Linked DNA regions of Sus scrofa: regions 1, 2 and 4 are each linked to region 3. A link is a contact called in public Hi-C, HiChIP or PLAC-seq and promoter capture Hi-C data. All regions are on one chromosome and are shown on one strand. Each heading gives the region's core, a stretch centred on a gene start, on an enhancer-like site or on the middle of the called end of the contact. The rest is flanking DNA. Distances are from core to core; before and after follow the strand shown. Region 1 holds the start of ADSL (adenylosuccinate lyase). Region 2 overlaps MKL1 (MKL/myocardin-like protein 1). Region 3 holds the start of RPS19BP1 (active regulator of SIRT1). Region 4 overlaps TNRC6B (trinucleotide repeat-containing gene 6B protein).

Region 1 (3,315 bases), core at 121-2,620, 690 kb before region 3:
GCTACCACCCTCATCCACAGGGATAGAACAGAAAACAGAAGCTAGAGTATACGCTGTTCACATCCTCATCTGTAGCTCTTATTGTTTATCTGAGCCTAGAGTTTTATGAAATCTCTCTGTAACTCCATTCTATCATCAGTGAAACTGGAATAACAGTACTTCTTATAAACAGTTGTTCTGAGGATTGGGAAACTATTAACAGTTAAGGTTTTCAAACTATGGAGCACACACAGGAGATGCTGTAGCAATGTCTGCTAGTATTAGGTACTACTTTATTTTTTTGAGCACAGTGACAGGAAGTGGGGAAAACCTAGGAAGAAAGTTTCCTGTTGGGAGACCAAGTACCTCGGTCTCAGGCATATACTCAGATTGCTTCTGGTTTACTAACTGTTGTCTGGTAGGGTACTGCCATCTTGCTCGTCCTAGCATTTTCCTCTGAAACCTTATAGCTCTTGGATCACCTTCTCATTCCTTCAGCTCCTTTGGGCAGGCCCGTCTGGAGCTATTTTTGAAACTGTTGGGCTGAGTAAGTCTACTGAGCAGCACTTTTAAGAGAAACCAAATATTAAATCTCGTCTAATAACCCCTCCTCCGATTTTTCCTCCCCAGGGGCAAAGGGCAGCGAGTGAAGCGTTAATGGTGGCCTAGGAAACATGGATTCTGTAGCTGATCCTGGTCTCCGTCCACACTGAGGCATTGTGGAAGACGAAGTGGCCAAGCGCTCAGGTTTCGCACGGAACACAGGATCACATTTGGGTTTCTCTATTGCTGTTAAGGAGCAAATTATGAGCTGGATTATCATAGAGGCTTGGTCTTCTCTCCTATATGTGGGAAAACACCACCTAGTTTGCAAAGTCTTTATTCGTTAACAGGGAAAAGACGTGTACACAAATGAGCACAGGGGCCCGTAACAAGCGCTCAGGAGTGTACTCCCGCGGGAATGGCCACGATTTACTCCCTGAAACAGAAAACTGAACTTCTCGCCGCCCCCTGTGCGTCTCCAACCCTTGACGATTATAAACACGTACAGGTGCGGCGCGAGGGCCTTTCGCCCTGGCCTTCCCGGGGCCGCAGCTCCTCTGGAAAGAGAACACCCGGCGGAAAACAGCGGGGCAGCTGTCTCAGGCTGCTCAGCCCACACCGGGCGCAGAGCCCGGCACGCGCAGGGGCGGGCCCGCCTCTCAGCACCGGGCGCGTTACCTGCTCAGCCTCCGCCAGCCACAGCCAGAGTTGCCGCCAGGTCCGGAATTTGTACCTGTCGCTAAACACGAAGCACATCTCCGGGCTGGCATAGCGGGAGGCAAGCGGCGAGCGGTAGCTGTCGTGCCCGCCATGGTCACCTCCCGCCGCCATCCCGAACACACGACCCTGCTAGAAGGGACAGGACCAGCCACAGCGGAAGCGGAAGTCAGAGGCGGGACTTCCCTGCTTGGGGGGCGGGGCTTCCTCCACTTGGTCCAGGTCCCGGGGCTCCGGGTGGCCGCAGCCCTCAAGGTTGTGGAGGGTTTCCGCGAGCCGCTGAGCCCGCGGCTGAGGGTTAAGGATTTTTTTCTTCGTTTACAAGGAACAGTGATTAGCGCTTCATAAGTTATTTCGCAGTTCTGCGTCTCAGCTTTTCCATCTGAAAAGACTCGCCTTTAAATTGCTGAGTGTTGCTGTGGCTGTGGTCTTGTCTGGCAGCTCAGATTCGACCCCTACCCGGGAACTTCCATATGCCGCAGACGCGGCCCTAAAAAGACAGGGGGGAAAAAAAAAGATTGCTGAGAGGATTGGGTATCGGTATCTATGTCTGGGACACTTAGAAAGCCCTCTGTGTGTTTGCTATTGTTTATTATTGCCGCCTACCCTTCCCCCGCGTTTGCCAGGCGCCGCGCGCAGTTCTGAGGAATGAAGATGCCCGAAAGAAATCGGCATTTATTGAGTTCCAAGTGAGCCCCTTGGACGAAACAGCGGTAAAAGCGGATTTCAGTAAGCGCTGAAACTGAGCCTCAGACGTTGATGACTTGCTGAGGGCCACCCAACTAAGTGAAGCCTCCCGACTTCAGATCCTGCACTCCAAGCCATCGTGCTGCAAAGGTCCCAGCACACATCGTGTGGGGTCCCACCTAACGCTTGGTGAGGGCATCCCAACCCCGCCTCCTCCGTCCTGGAACACCTCTGTCACTACCTCTTCCTCAAGGTCCAGTCCAGAAAATGTTCCCTGACAGTCCTACTCTTCTTTCTGGTTGGGCAATGATAAAACCCCGCTAAGGTTTATGGAGATCTCACTAGGTATGTCACTGTCCTGAGTGCTTTACACAAGTGATCTTGTTCTTTTGTTTGTTTGCCACACCTGCCAGGCATGCGGAAGTTCCCAGGCCAGAGATGGAATCCCAGCGGCACTGCCGCAACGCTGTACCTTAATCCAGCGTGCTACAGCGGCAGCTCCGCAAGTGATCTTGTTTAATCCATGTGAGGATCCTGAGTTGCTCAGTTATTTTTTTAATGAAATGATACATACACTCCTCTCCAAAGCAGAGCACTAAGTAAATGCTAGCCATTTTTATGATCCCCATGTTGCAGATGGCAAAAGGAAGGCATGGGCAGGCAGGCTGAGCGTCTTTTCTTCTCCCATAGAAGGGCAAAAGCAAGGAATTAGGTGACGGGATAAGCTCCAGGCTCCTGGTTCTTCACAGATCCAAAGGTACCCTTTCCTTTGTGCTATAGTAGCAGGTCCTATGCTCCTTAGAAATTACCTGTTTCTGAGTGTCTCATTTTGAATTCTCAGCTTATTTGCTGAGGTGAGCAGCCCCTTTTCCAGGAACCATAATGCTTCAGGGACATTAAAAGTGGTTGATTAGATCTCAAGACTTCCAAGAACTTGTCTTTGACAATAACTTCTTTTCCTGTCACCTTTCCTTTCTGCTTTAATTTTTTCCAGTTTACTCAAAAAACCTATGGACCCCCCCCCTGCAGTGTTCTCCTTCCTTCTCTATGGGAGTTCATATAGGCTCTCTCATAACTCTTGCCAGAGTTTGGTGTAGTTGGCCTCTCCCATCGATGGCAAACTTGGTGGGCATGGACATCGTGTCTGTCTTGGTCCTCCTGTCCCTAGCAGGTGGATCTAGCACGGGACCTAAGCATAGCATAGGCGCTCAGTGTCTGCTAGGGGAATGAATGCTACCCAAAGGAGCCTACCTCACAAAGGGAAACGAAGCCCAGGGTCACCAAGGTAGAAGTTAGATCCGGACATTGCACGTCCCCTGGTCTCACGTTTCTTCAGCGTCCTGCTGTAGATCCTTCCTGTCGCCACCTGGACTTCAGAACTGACAGCAG
Region 2 (3,283 bases), core at 640-3,139, 950 kb before region 3:
ATCTCTTCAGTCTTCAAGGCCAGCATCTTCAGATTTCTTTCTGCACATCTCCTCTGTGTTTGTCACCTCTCTCTCTGCTTCTTTTATAGATGTGATTGCATTTAAGGCTCATACAGATAATCCAAGATAATCACCCCATCTCAAGATCCTTAGCTTAATCATATCTGCAGATATACTCCCCCCCCCTTTTTTTTTTGATTCATAAGGTAGCATAGGTACCAGGGATTAGGATATGGAGGATGTGGTTATCTTTTAGGGTTCCATTTTTCAGTTTACTACACTCTGCTCCCAAAGATTCACATCTGTCCTACATGCCAAATATATTCATTCCATTCCAACATTCCTGAGTCTCAACCTACTGCAGCATCCACTCAACTCCAAGATCTCATTTAAATATCGTCAGCTTTAAAGTCCAAAATCTGTCATACAACTCATCTAAATCAGGTATAGGTGAGACTTTGGGTATGATCCCTCTTGGTGCAAAATTTCTTTCCGTCTGTGGACCTGGGAAACTAGACAGTAAGTTATGTGTTCCCAGCTTTTAGACATTCCCATTCCAAAAAGGAGAAAATGCAAGGAATAAGTGTGTCACTGGTCCCACCGATTTTAAAATTCAGCAGAAAATCTCTTAGGTTGCAAAGCCTAGGAGTAATCCTCTGTAGCTAGAGATGCCACCCTCTGGGACTCTGGCTTCGGGACCCAAGACTGTTCCTGGAATTATCTTCACTTTTTCTTGAAGGGTAGCACGTGGTTGCTGTGTGGTTTTATTAGTAGTTAAATTGCCTGTAGAATTTTGGTAGTCCAACAGGCTTCCTTTGCTTTGTTTTCTTTCTGTCCCTTTCAGGCCAAGCTGGCTGGCGTGTTTCTGCTTATGTAAGAGTCTCAGAAACCTTTTGAGTCTCCTATGTATGTATGTCTCAGGGATTTTTTTTTTTTTTTAAGCAGACATGAATGTCCTATATTGTTTATTAGGTAAGAATTTTTATGATTTTATGATTTTTATTTTTTCCATTATAGCTGATTTACAGTGTTCTGTCAATTTCTACCATACAGCTAAGTGACCCAGTCATACATATCTATATATATTCTTTTTTTCACATTATCCTCTATCATGTTCCATCACAAGTGAGTGGATACAGTTCCCTGTGCTATACAGTAGGATCTCATTGCTTATCCACTAGGTAAGAATTTTATAAACAGTACTTGTATCAGCAGTATCGGTGAAGTAGGAGACTATTGCATCTTCTTCAAGCTGTGTGGCGAGAACCACAAGTAGTGTGGTGGAACTTGAGGCCCTTCTCGAGGCCACAGCTCTTTCTGCCAGCAAGTCAGCCCTCGCATCTCCCTGTGCTTGTAGACTGGTTTGATGCTCCATTGGGTGTCAGGATTTCTTCTCATAGCTTTATGGAATGGATCAATGAGGATAACCTCAGAGAATTTGTACATAGAAGCTTCACCAACTCAGTAAGAATTTAGGACCTCGGCAGTAGACTCAAGGCTTCGGGCAGACTTCAGCTGGTTGACACCATGGGGTGGACAGGCTTGCCATGGTGGCACCCTTAGGCTTGCCATGGTGGCACATGAATCTGATGACCTTACCTGGCCTTGTACCCAGCCTGCGAGCCTTATCAGGCCAGTTGAGGTGGGGGGCCCTGTGAGACGCTGAGGGCTGGTGGGACTGCCGGCAGTGCACTGGAGGAGAAAGCCTCTTCCTCCATAGCTCCTGGAGGTACGCGTAGGCGCCCATCTCGGCTTACATGATGGCTGCCGCCAGATGGAAAGGGGTTCTTGTCATTAGACAGGAGGCTCCTCCGTAGATCTTCCCTGGATAATCGCCTGTCTCTTCCTAGCTTCCGCTTAGACGGTTGGTTGAGGGCCCCTGAGTTACATGTGTGATCTTTCAGCAGGAGTAAAATGTTGTCCAGCCACACTCTTGGCTTTCCTCGCCACAGCAGTGCTTTCTTACTAGCGTCTCCTAATTTTAGCATTTTTTGTGGTCTAGATAAGCTGAGAATTTCTCAAATCATCACATACTAGTTTCCTTTGTTTGACATTTAGCCCATCAATTTTTCTTTCCTCTTGCATTTTGCTGTAAGCAACCAGAAGAAACCAGCCTGCACCTTCAACTTGCTGCTTGAAAATCCCCTTAGCTAAATATCCAAGTTCTGCTTTTCACACAACTGTAGGACGAAATTCAGCTAAGTTTTTTTTTTTGCCATTGTCTGAAAAGGATCCCTTTTGCTCCAGTTCCTTTTTTTTTTTTTTTTTGTCTTTTTGCCCTTTCTAGTGCCACTCCCGCGGCACATGGAGGTTCCCAGGCTAGGGGTCTAATTGGAGCTATAGCCACTGGCCTACATCAGAGCCACAGCTATGCAGGATCTGAGCCGAGTCTGCAGTCTACACCACGGCTCATGGCAATGCCGGATCCTCAACCCACTGAGCAAGGCCAGGGATCGAACCTGCAACCTCATCATTCCTAGTTGGATTCGTTAACCACTGAGCCACAAGGGGAACTCCTTTCCTCCAGTTCCTAATAACATTCCTCATTTTCTTCTGAGACCTTACCAGAAGCACCTTTAGTGTTCGTGTTTTTTACGAGCCTTCTGTTTTTGATGACATTTATAGTCTCTAAAACAGTATAGGCTTTCTGTGTTGTGCTTCTCACTTCCCTCTGAGTTCTCACCAGAATCGCCTTCAGGGTCTCTATTTCTACCAACAGTTTGTTGAAGGCAGTCTAGGCTTTTGAAATTATGCTTCTCCGAATTATTTTTTTAAAGTATATAATGATTTTTATTTTTTTCATTATAGCTGGTTTACAGTGTTCTGTCAGTTTTCTCCTGTACAGCAAGGTGACCCAGTTACACATACATGTATAGATTCTTTTTTCTCACATTATCATGTTCCATCATAAGTGACTAGACATAGTTCCCAGTGCTACACAGCAGGACCTCATTGCTTATCCATTCCTGCGTCTCAGAATTCTTCCAGCCTCTACTCGTTATCTAATTTCAAAGCCATTTCCATGTTTAAAAGAATATGTTATAGCAGCAATCCCACTTCAAGATACCAAAATCTTTATCAGTCAGGGTTCAATCAGAGAAACAGAACAAGTAGGAGATTAAGGGACTTATTACAAGGATTTATTCTTTATCTGATTTGGGGTGGCGGGGGTGGGGGGGACGCTGGCTAGGCAACTGCAGCATCATAGGCTAGGCTGACAGAAAAGACAGTTTGGAACGCTCGGCGGCAGCGGCGGGAGTGGATGTTGGTATCCACAGGTGAA
Region 3 (3,295 bases), core at 763-3,262:
TTCCCAAGAAGACTTCATCTCCCTGCTGGGTGGCCCAACCTGCTGGCTCTGCCTCAGCTTCCCCACCCAGTCGTGGAAAGCCGCGGGGTAGAGACAGCAGGAAGCCAGGGCCACGCAGGGCTGGCCACAAAGAGCCAGATGTCGCCCAGGGGCGTCCTGACCCCACGCACTGACACCGCAACCTGGACCTCTGCGGACCGGATCCTGGAGCCACGCTGTGCGAAAAAGCTGTCCTGTGGCGCCACCTAGTGGCCGAACTAGCCGCTCGGCCCCACCTCAATCCAGCAGAGGTCCAGGCTCAACTGGAGATCCTGCAAGAATCCACCCTTTGGCTGCGACAATAGAATACAAAAAAATCTCTCCACCACAGGGACCATGTGCTGACCATCCTATGTCGGAAGGAGAAAGAGAGTCCCGGTCTAGCTTGGTCCGCTGCTCTCCTGAGCGGCGGACTCACCCATCCTACTTCCACCTGGACATCTCTGTTTTCATCTATCTGATTTGTGCATTCATGGAGCCTTTACTATAAGCCAAGCACAACTGCAGGTGCCAGAGATGTAACAGTGAACAAAGAAAGATCTTTGCCTTTGTAGAGCTTATAGTGGGTGGGGAAAGAGTCAATAAAAAATACATGGGAATTCCCGGGGTGATTCAGTGGAAACAACTCTGACTAGCATCCATGAGGACACAGGTTCATTCCCTGGCCTCCCTCAGTGGGTTAAGGATCCGACGTTGCCATGAGCTGTGTTGTGGGTCACAGACACGGCTCAGATCTGGCATTGCTGTGGCTGTGGCATAGACTGGCAGCTACAGCTCCGATTTGACCTCTAGCCTGGGAACCTCCATGTGCCACAGGCTCAGCCCTAAAAAAAAAAAAGGACCAACTGAGTCATCTCTGTGACCTACACTCGACAGTGTCAGGTATGCAAGAGGCCCTCAGAACATGTTTGTACAATGAATTCAGTGGTTCGTCCTCATTCCTCACTCATTTATTGTCTTCTGCATGCCAGGTACTAGGCCAGGATCTGCAGATGGAGCAGGGAACCAGACAGGATTCCTCCACACAGCAAGAACTTCTAAGCCAGACGTTCTCAAATTATTTGGTATAAGAACTTCTTTATGCTTAGAAAAATTCAGAATCCCAAAGAGCTATTTTATGTGTAAATACATAACGACAGTTACCATGTAAGAAACTAAAACAGAGAATTTATAAAATATTTATTAATTGGTTTAATATGACAAGCCTACTTATTAATATAAGAGAATTTTGTTTTGTTTTGTTTTGGGGTTTTTTTTTGGGGGGGGGGTCTCTTTAGGGCCGCACGCGGGGCAGATGGAAATTCCCAGGCTAGGGGTCAATCAAAGCTGTAGTCGCCCGCCTACACCACAGCCACAGCAATGCCAGATCCAGGTGGCGTCTTCAGCCTACACCGCATTTCACTGGCAATGCTGGATCCTTAATCCACTGAGCGAAGCCAGGGATCAAACCCGCGTCCTCATGGATACTATCCGGGTTCATTACCGCTGAGCCACAACGGAAATTCCCTAAGTGACATATTTTAATGAAATCAACTGTATTTTACAAAACAACAAAATAGTGGGAAAACACTTATATGTTTTGCATTCTTGAAAATGCCTTTAATGTCCGGTTTAAAGAAGACAGCCGTTAAGGCGAACTCTATCTGTGCGATACGTTGCTCTGGTTGAATTGCATTTAAAAATACTTCAAAAAATGCATTCTCCTTTTTCATAAAAATTGAGAATATTACCACTCCGCCCTGCCCCCGGCCTCGCCCTTGACGGAGCAGCCAGAACCGAGAGGCTTAACCTACCAAACTCTGCTGGGCTGGGCTAGGGGTAGACGGCTTCCTGGAGAAGGTGTGGCCTGGCTCGCAAAGGGTTGGTTGGATTGGGATTGGACGACAAATGTGTCCTTCGTGTGTTGGCCCCACCTCCATATCCCGCCCCCTTCCCGCCCAGTGGTAAGTATAACGCATGCGTCCTAACGCACTTCCTCTGCGGAACCTTCTGTTCTCGCTCTGGTTTCCGCCGAGAAAACAGGGGTGTCCAGGGCGGAAGTACTTGAGGCGTGTGGGCGGGGCTAAGTGCAATTATGTCGGCGGCCTTGCTGCGGCGGGGCTTGGAGCTTTTGGGGGTTCCCGAAGGTGAGGAGGGAAGGTGGGAGGGACTGGGGATGGAGCTTGCGGGGTGCGGAACGATCCAGGCCGGGCTTAGCCTCGGTGGGATGGGAGCCCTGAGCGCCCTCCGACCCGGGTCCGTGCCTTTCTCTGTGCCCGTTACAGCCCCCGAGGCCGCGCCAGGCCAGACTAAGCCTAGCCAGGCTCCAAAGAAACGGACCCGGAAGGCAAAGGCGACCCAGGCCCAGAAACTGCGGAACTCGGCCAAGGGAAAGGTTCCCAAGTCGGCGCTGGGTGAGTTTGGGAGTGGACGGGACGGGACGTGCTGCTCCTGGGATAGGGGCCTGTGCCCTGGAGGAGGGGGCACTTGAGTCAGGGCTTGAAAGGTTCCCCAGACATTTCTAGAACACCTGTGCGACGGGCGCAGGACGGGGCCCTAGGAACGCGGAGGTGAACACATCACCGTCTCAGCCCTCAAACGGGGAGAGAAGCATCATAGAGTTTCAAAATCAGCATATAGTTGCGGTGATGAAGTCTGTGCAGTAAGACTTTCGTGCTTTGAGAAGGACTTCAGGGCCAAATCAGGCTTTTCTAAGGAAGCAACATTTAAGCCCAGACCTGAAGTATAAGAGTGAGCTAGGGGAGGAGTAATCCAGGAGAATGGCATCTACAAAGTCCGAAAGAAATTCGTTGCCTTTGAAAATTTAAAAGAAACCTGGTTAAAGGCAACGTACAGTGAACGAGGGTCAGAGACGGAGCATTTAATAAAAATTAAAACTCCTTGCGCCCGGTGCTTTTCTAAGTCTCGTACAAATATTCACTGATTTCATCTCTCACAGCAACCCTGTGCCGTCGGTGCTGTTATTACCCCATTGTACAGGTGCAGAAACAGGCACCTGCCCAGATGGTACAGGTAGAAACCAGGCAGTGTGTTTCCAGAGCCCTGCTCTCACCTACGTCATTCAACTAGGAGGTGCTGTGGCCTGGGTGGTGGTGGTGGTGCAGAGATAACAGAATTGTGCAGGTGGCTGATGCAGTGAAGAGGGAGCCTTGATGGCCTCAGTGAACTGGCTGTGAGGATGGAGGGGGAAGGAGATCCAGCGGGAATGGAGCCCTGTTTCTAGGAGAGCATCTTGGGCAATGTGGTGCCACTGTAC
Region 4 (3,205 bases), core at 666-3,165, 530 kb before region 3:
ATTTTCAGCACAAGAGGCCAATCCATTTTAACAGTGAATAAAGCTTTTGAAAGCACTACACACCCTCTTCCAGACTGTCAAATTTTCAAAATAGTCCAGCATTTTTTCCATTTTTTTTAACACTTTCAGGCCCAGCAAGCATCTTATAATTAGATTAATTAAAAAAGGAAACAACAACAACAAAAAACCCCACTGCTCTTTCACATCAAAATTATTCCATTTATGCTTAATTAGCTTTAATCCAAGTCTACATATTTAATGATGGGGATATGACAATTCGATCCATTTGCATATTTTAAATGCCTTTTCTCAACTATACTTTGTAACAGATTTAGAAGACCAATCTCTTTCTCATGCCAATATGCTAAGACATAAACCAGGAGGATACAAATAAGGGGGGGGGGGAGAGAAAGAAAACAAGGCCTCTGGGAGCCGGGATGTGCTGAGGGGGGTGGGGGCAATTTACCCGCCACATCACAAACTACAGTCCTTTCAGCCCACCAGACCCAGAAGCATTACATCACACCCTCACAATGATAGGGGGAGGTGGCTCTGAGAAAGCAAGTTTTCAGCCTTCTTCCCTCCCTGTTCCCAGGCTTTCTAGAATCCTGCACTAGGAGTAATGGAATTTAACTTCAGGGCACTGCACAGTTTCGGGGGTAACCAACCTCCATATACAGACAGCTACTTATTTGTGTGACCCAAAATGATCACCTCACAATGGGTACGTGGCTAAAACCGGCAACTACACACACAGATGCTGATTTGCGCTGAAAAGCCCAGTTCATCCGTATAAAATCAAACAGAAACTGTGATCTTTGAGAAACGAAGACGACCAATCCGCGGGGAGAAACTGATAGAGAAATAACTCCTAATCGGGGTGAAGAGCTGTTCAGATCTTAAAACACCATGTTTACACCAGAGTCCTACCATTTGGTTCAAACCACGATCAAAATAAAAGCGCATCTGGCTGCACATTTGAGAACACACACAGAGACCCGGTGCCAGTGAGCGCGCGCGGTGAGAGGGGTGATCCACACATTGCTTGGGAGGTTTTCACGCAGGGGAATCTACAAACCCCAAACCTCCTGGTGTTCACTCGCCCCCAGCCTGATGTTTAAAACGTATCAAGTCTTATTTTAGGTTTTACATCTTTCTAAGAAGGATGGCCTAGCTTTAAAATTTTTTTTTAAAAAAAAGGGGAAAAAAAAAAGAAAAAGGCTGTCCCATGGTGGTGCTTGCCCTCCCAGATCCTTTGTCGGCCTTAGCAGCCGAAAGAATGCAAACCCATTTATATTTATGCAAATTTTTGCAGCAGATTTAAGGGGGCAGGGAGAGGTCTGTGTATTTTAAAAAAACCTCTTTCTAAATATCAAATTTCCAATTACTCGCAGCTTCGTTTGTTTGCCAGACAGAAACGATGATGAAAATCTGCATATAAATTAAAAGTGCAATTAAATCGCTTCGAAATCAAATATTTTACCAAGGCTTTTCCATTTCTAAAATGCCGAACCAAAAGTACATCACGGATCTGATTTACACAGATTCACGAAATGTCTGAAGCCAGTCTCCATGCTAGACAAATGTCGATTTGCAACACCACTAGTGAAAACGGTTAGACAAGATCCATATAAATCAATTGGTTTTAAAAAATTGAAAATATTTACCAACCTCATAAAGTGCAGCAGTGCTTAAATCCAGCAAATTGAGGCATACAAGGTAGAAATGGAAATGAAAAAAGGTCCAAAAAATGATTTCTTTTTGTCTATCTGTTTTTTTGTATTTTAAATATTCAGAAACCAGCAGAGACTCTGTCGGCCATTTTGGCTTGAACTAACTCTCACACTCACTCTCCCTCTTGCTCTCTCTCTCCCCCTCTGTCTCTAAAGGAAGCAGCTTTTTGTGACCTTCAAATAGAGGCGGATCATGTGACTTGGGTTAGGTTTGTCAATCAGGAAAGGGGAGGGAGCTGGGGAAATGAAGCTGCCTTAAAGGGAAAGCGGCCCTTTTCCACTCACTTTCATTTCTGAAATGCTGTTATCTCATACTCTCCACCTACACACGCGGAATGTGAAAGTGGCAACAGCATAAGGGTAACAGATGAACAAAATATAAAAACCTTTATTGGTTTATAGAAATATGCTCAGTTGCTAACGATTCTTGCAGATCCTGGAGCTTGGCTTGCCACAGTTACTCTCTGGATGTTTGGGCAAGCACAGGCTGGCAAACTGCTCTTTCAAGGGGGGCTTAAACAACACCTTACCCAAACAAGACTTTCATCTTTAAAGATTAGGGTGAAATATAGGGCACGACTGATCTCTAACAAGCACCTAAAACGCACAGGAAAAGACTGAAAGGAAATATACCAAAGTATAAACTGTGAATGCCAGCTCAGAGAGGTTAAGCAACATATCCCAAATCACACAGCTAGAGAGCTGCAGAACAGTGACTGGTTTCCCATTTGAACTCCACATGGACCTTTTGGGGGCGTGTGTGTTTGATATCTCCTTCACCTGCCCCAAATAAAAGCTAAGCTGCAACACAGCAAACTGGCAGGTCTGAGTCACCTCTAATCTCCTCCCCCATGTGAGGAATAGCTCAGCTGCTGACCTGGAGTAAACACGAAATTGAAAACCTACCTGGCATCCCCCATGCCCAAGTCCCTTCTCACTCAGTGCATCTTGCTTTCTACCCACCAAAGAAAAGCACGCTGGGTTTGCATCTCTAATCTCCAGGGGTGAAAAGGCTGTGTAACCTCTTTTTTTTTTTTTTTTTCTTTTTTTTTAGGGCCGCACCCGTGGCAAATAGAAGTTCCCACGCTAGAGGTGGAATCAGAGCTACAGCTGCCAGCCTATACCACAGCACACAGCAACGCTGAATCCAATCAGCATCTGTGGCCTACACCACAGCTCACGGCAACACAGGATCCTTAACCCACTGAGTGAGGCCAGGGATCGAACCCGCAATCTCATGGATCCTAGTTGGGTTCGTTAACTGCTGAGCCACAAAGGGAACTCCAAGACTGTGTAACCTCAGTTAGGCTTCGGTTTTCCCATCTGTGCAATGTAAGGACTGGACATCGCTGGGTGATATCTCTGGTTCCTTTCAGCTCTAAAACTGTATTCAGCTTCTTTCTTTGAGCAGTTTTGTTTCATCTTACCCTTGCCATCTCAGAAACCTTACCCTGGGAAAGCTTTTCCTTGAC

Evidence for each region. Promoter capture Hi-C pulls out the DNA fragments that hold promoters and counts their contacts. A called contact is a pair of places that touch in the nucleus more often than the background predicts. HiChIP or PLAC-seq counts read pairs in DNA pulled down with a chosen protein or histone mark.
Region 1: a Hi-C map of liver shows a contact between it and region 3, with 6 times the contacts expected there. The contact joins the promoter of ADSL here to the promoter of RPS19BP1 in region 3. A contact is called at or near these places in 2 of 5 promoter capture datasets (fetal skeletal muscle and liver), 21 of 47 Hi-C or Micro-C datasets (alveolar macrophages, blood, brain and 12 more) and 2 of 2 datasets of contacts at active chromatin or transcription factors (alveolar macrophages and skeletal muscle).
Region 2: a contact with region 3 is called in an H3K27ac HiChIP or PLAC-seq map of alveolar macrophages. The contact joins the enhancer-like site here to the promoter of RPS19BP1 in region 3. A contact is called at or near these places in 3 of 5 promoter capture datasets (fetal liver, fetal skeletal muscle and liver), 6 of 47 Hi-C or Micro-C datasets (alveolar macrophages, heart right ventricle, liver and 3 more) and 2 of 2 datasets of contacts at active chromatin or transcription factors (alveolar macrophages and skeletal muscle).
Region 4: a contact with region 3 is called in a promoter capture Hi-C map of fetal skeletal muscle, with 5 times the contacts expected there. The contact joins the enhancer-like site here to the promoter of RPS19BP1 in region 3. A contact is called at or near these places in 3 of 5 promoter capture datasets (fetal liver, fetal skeletal muscle and liver), 9 of 47 Hi-C or Micro-C datasets (alveolar macrophages, embryonic fibroblasts, heart right ventricle and 5 more) and 2 of 2 datasets of contacts at active chromatin or transcription factors (alveolar macrophages and skeletal muscle).

Annotation. Positions count from the first base shown.
Region 1 is chr5:8,044,110-8,047,424 of Sscrofa11.1, forward strand. It overlaps ADSL (adenylosuccinate lyase), which reads right to left and starts at 1,371. Exons shown (of 13, transcript NM_001130733.1): 1 at 1,201-1,371. The coding sequence starts at 1,353. LOC106507467 (a long non-coding RNA gene) reads left to right here and starts at 1,434. Exons shown (of 2, transcript XR_001303476.2): 1 at 1,434-2,271.
Region 2 is chr5:7,786,717-7,789,999 of Sscrofa11.1, forward strand. The region is part of intron 2 of MKL1 (MKL/myocardin-like protein 1); the gene reads left to right. Among named protein-coding and RNA genes, the nearest start is that of MKL1, 37 kb to the left of the region's middle. Within about 2 kb of position 1,890, at least 7 of the 83 cell types and tissues checked have an H3K27ac peak or open chromatin away from gene starts, as enhancers often do. A contact at or near this core is called in alveolar macrophages and retroperitoneal adipose tissue, where this site is marked.
Region 3 is chr5:8,733,351-8,736,645 of Sscrofa11.1, forward strand. It overlaps RPS19BP1 (active regulator of SIRT1), which reads left to right and starts at 2,013. Exons shown (of 4, transcript XM_003126008.4): 1 at 2,013-2,165; 2 at 2,304-2,432. The coding sequence starts at 2,114.
Region 4 is chr5:8,198,581-8,201,785 of Sscrofa11.1, forward strand. All of the region lies in intron 4 of TNRC6B (trinucleotide repeat-containing gene 6B protein), which reads right to left. Among named protein-coding and RNA genes, the nearest start is that of MIR7134, 39 kb to the left of the region's middle. Within about 2 kb of position 1,916, at least 68 of the 83 cell types and tissues checked have an H3K27ac peak or open chromatin away from gene starts, as enhancers often do. A contact at or near this core is called in alveolar macrophages, embryonic fibroblasts, fetal liver and 3 more, where this site is marked.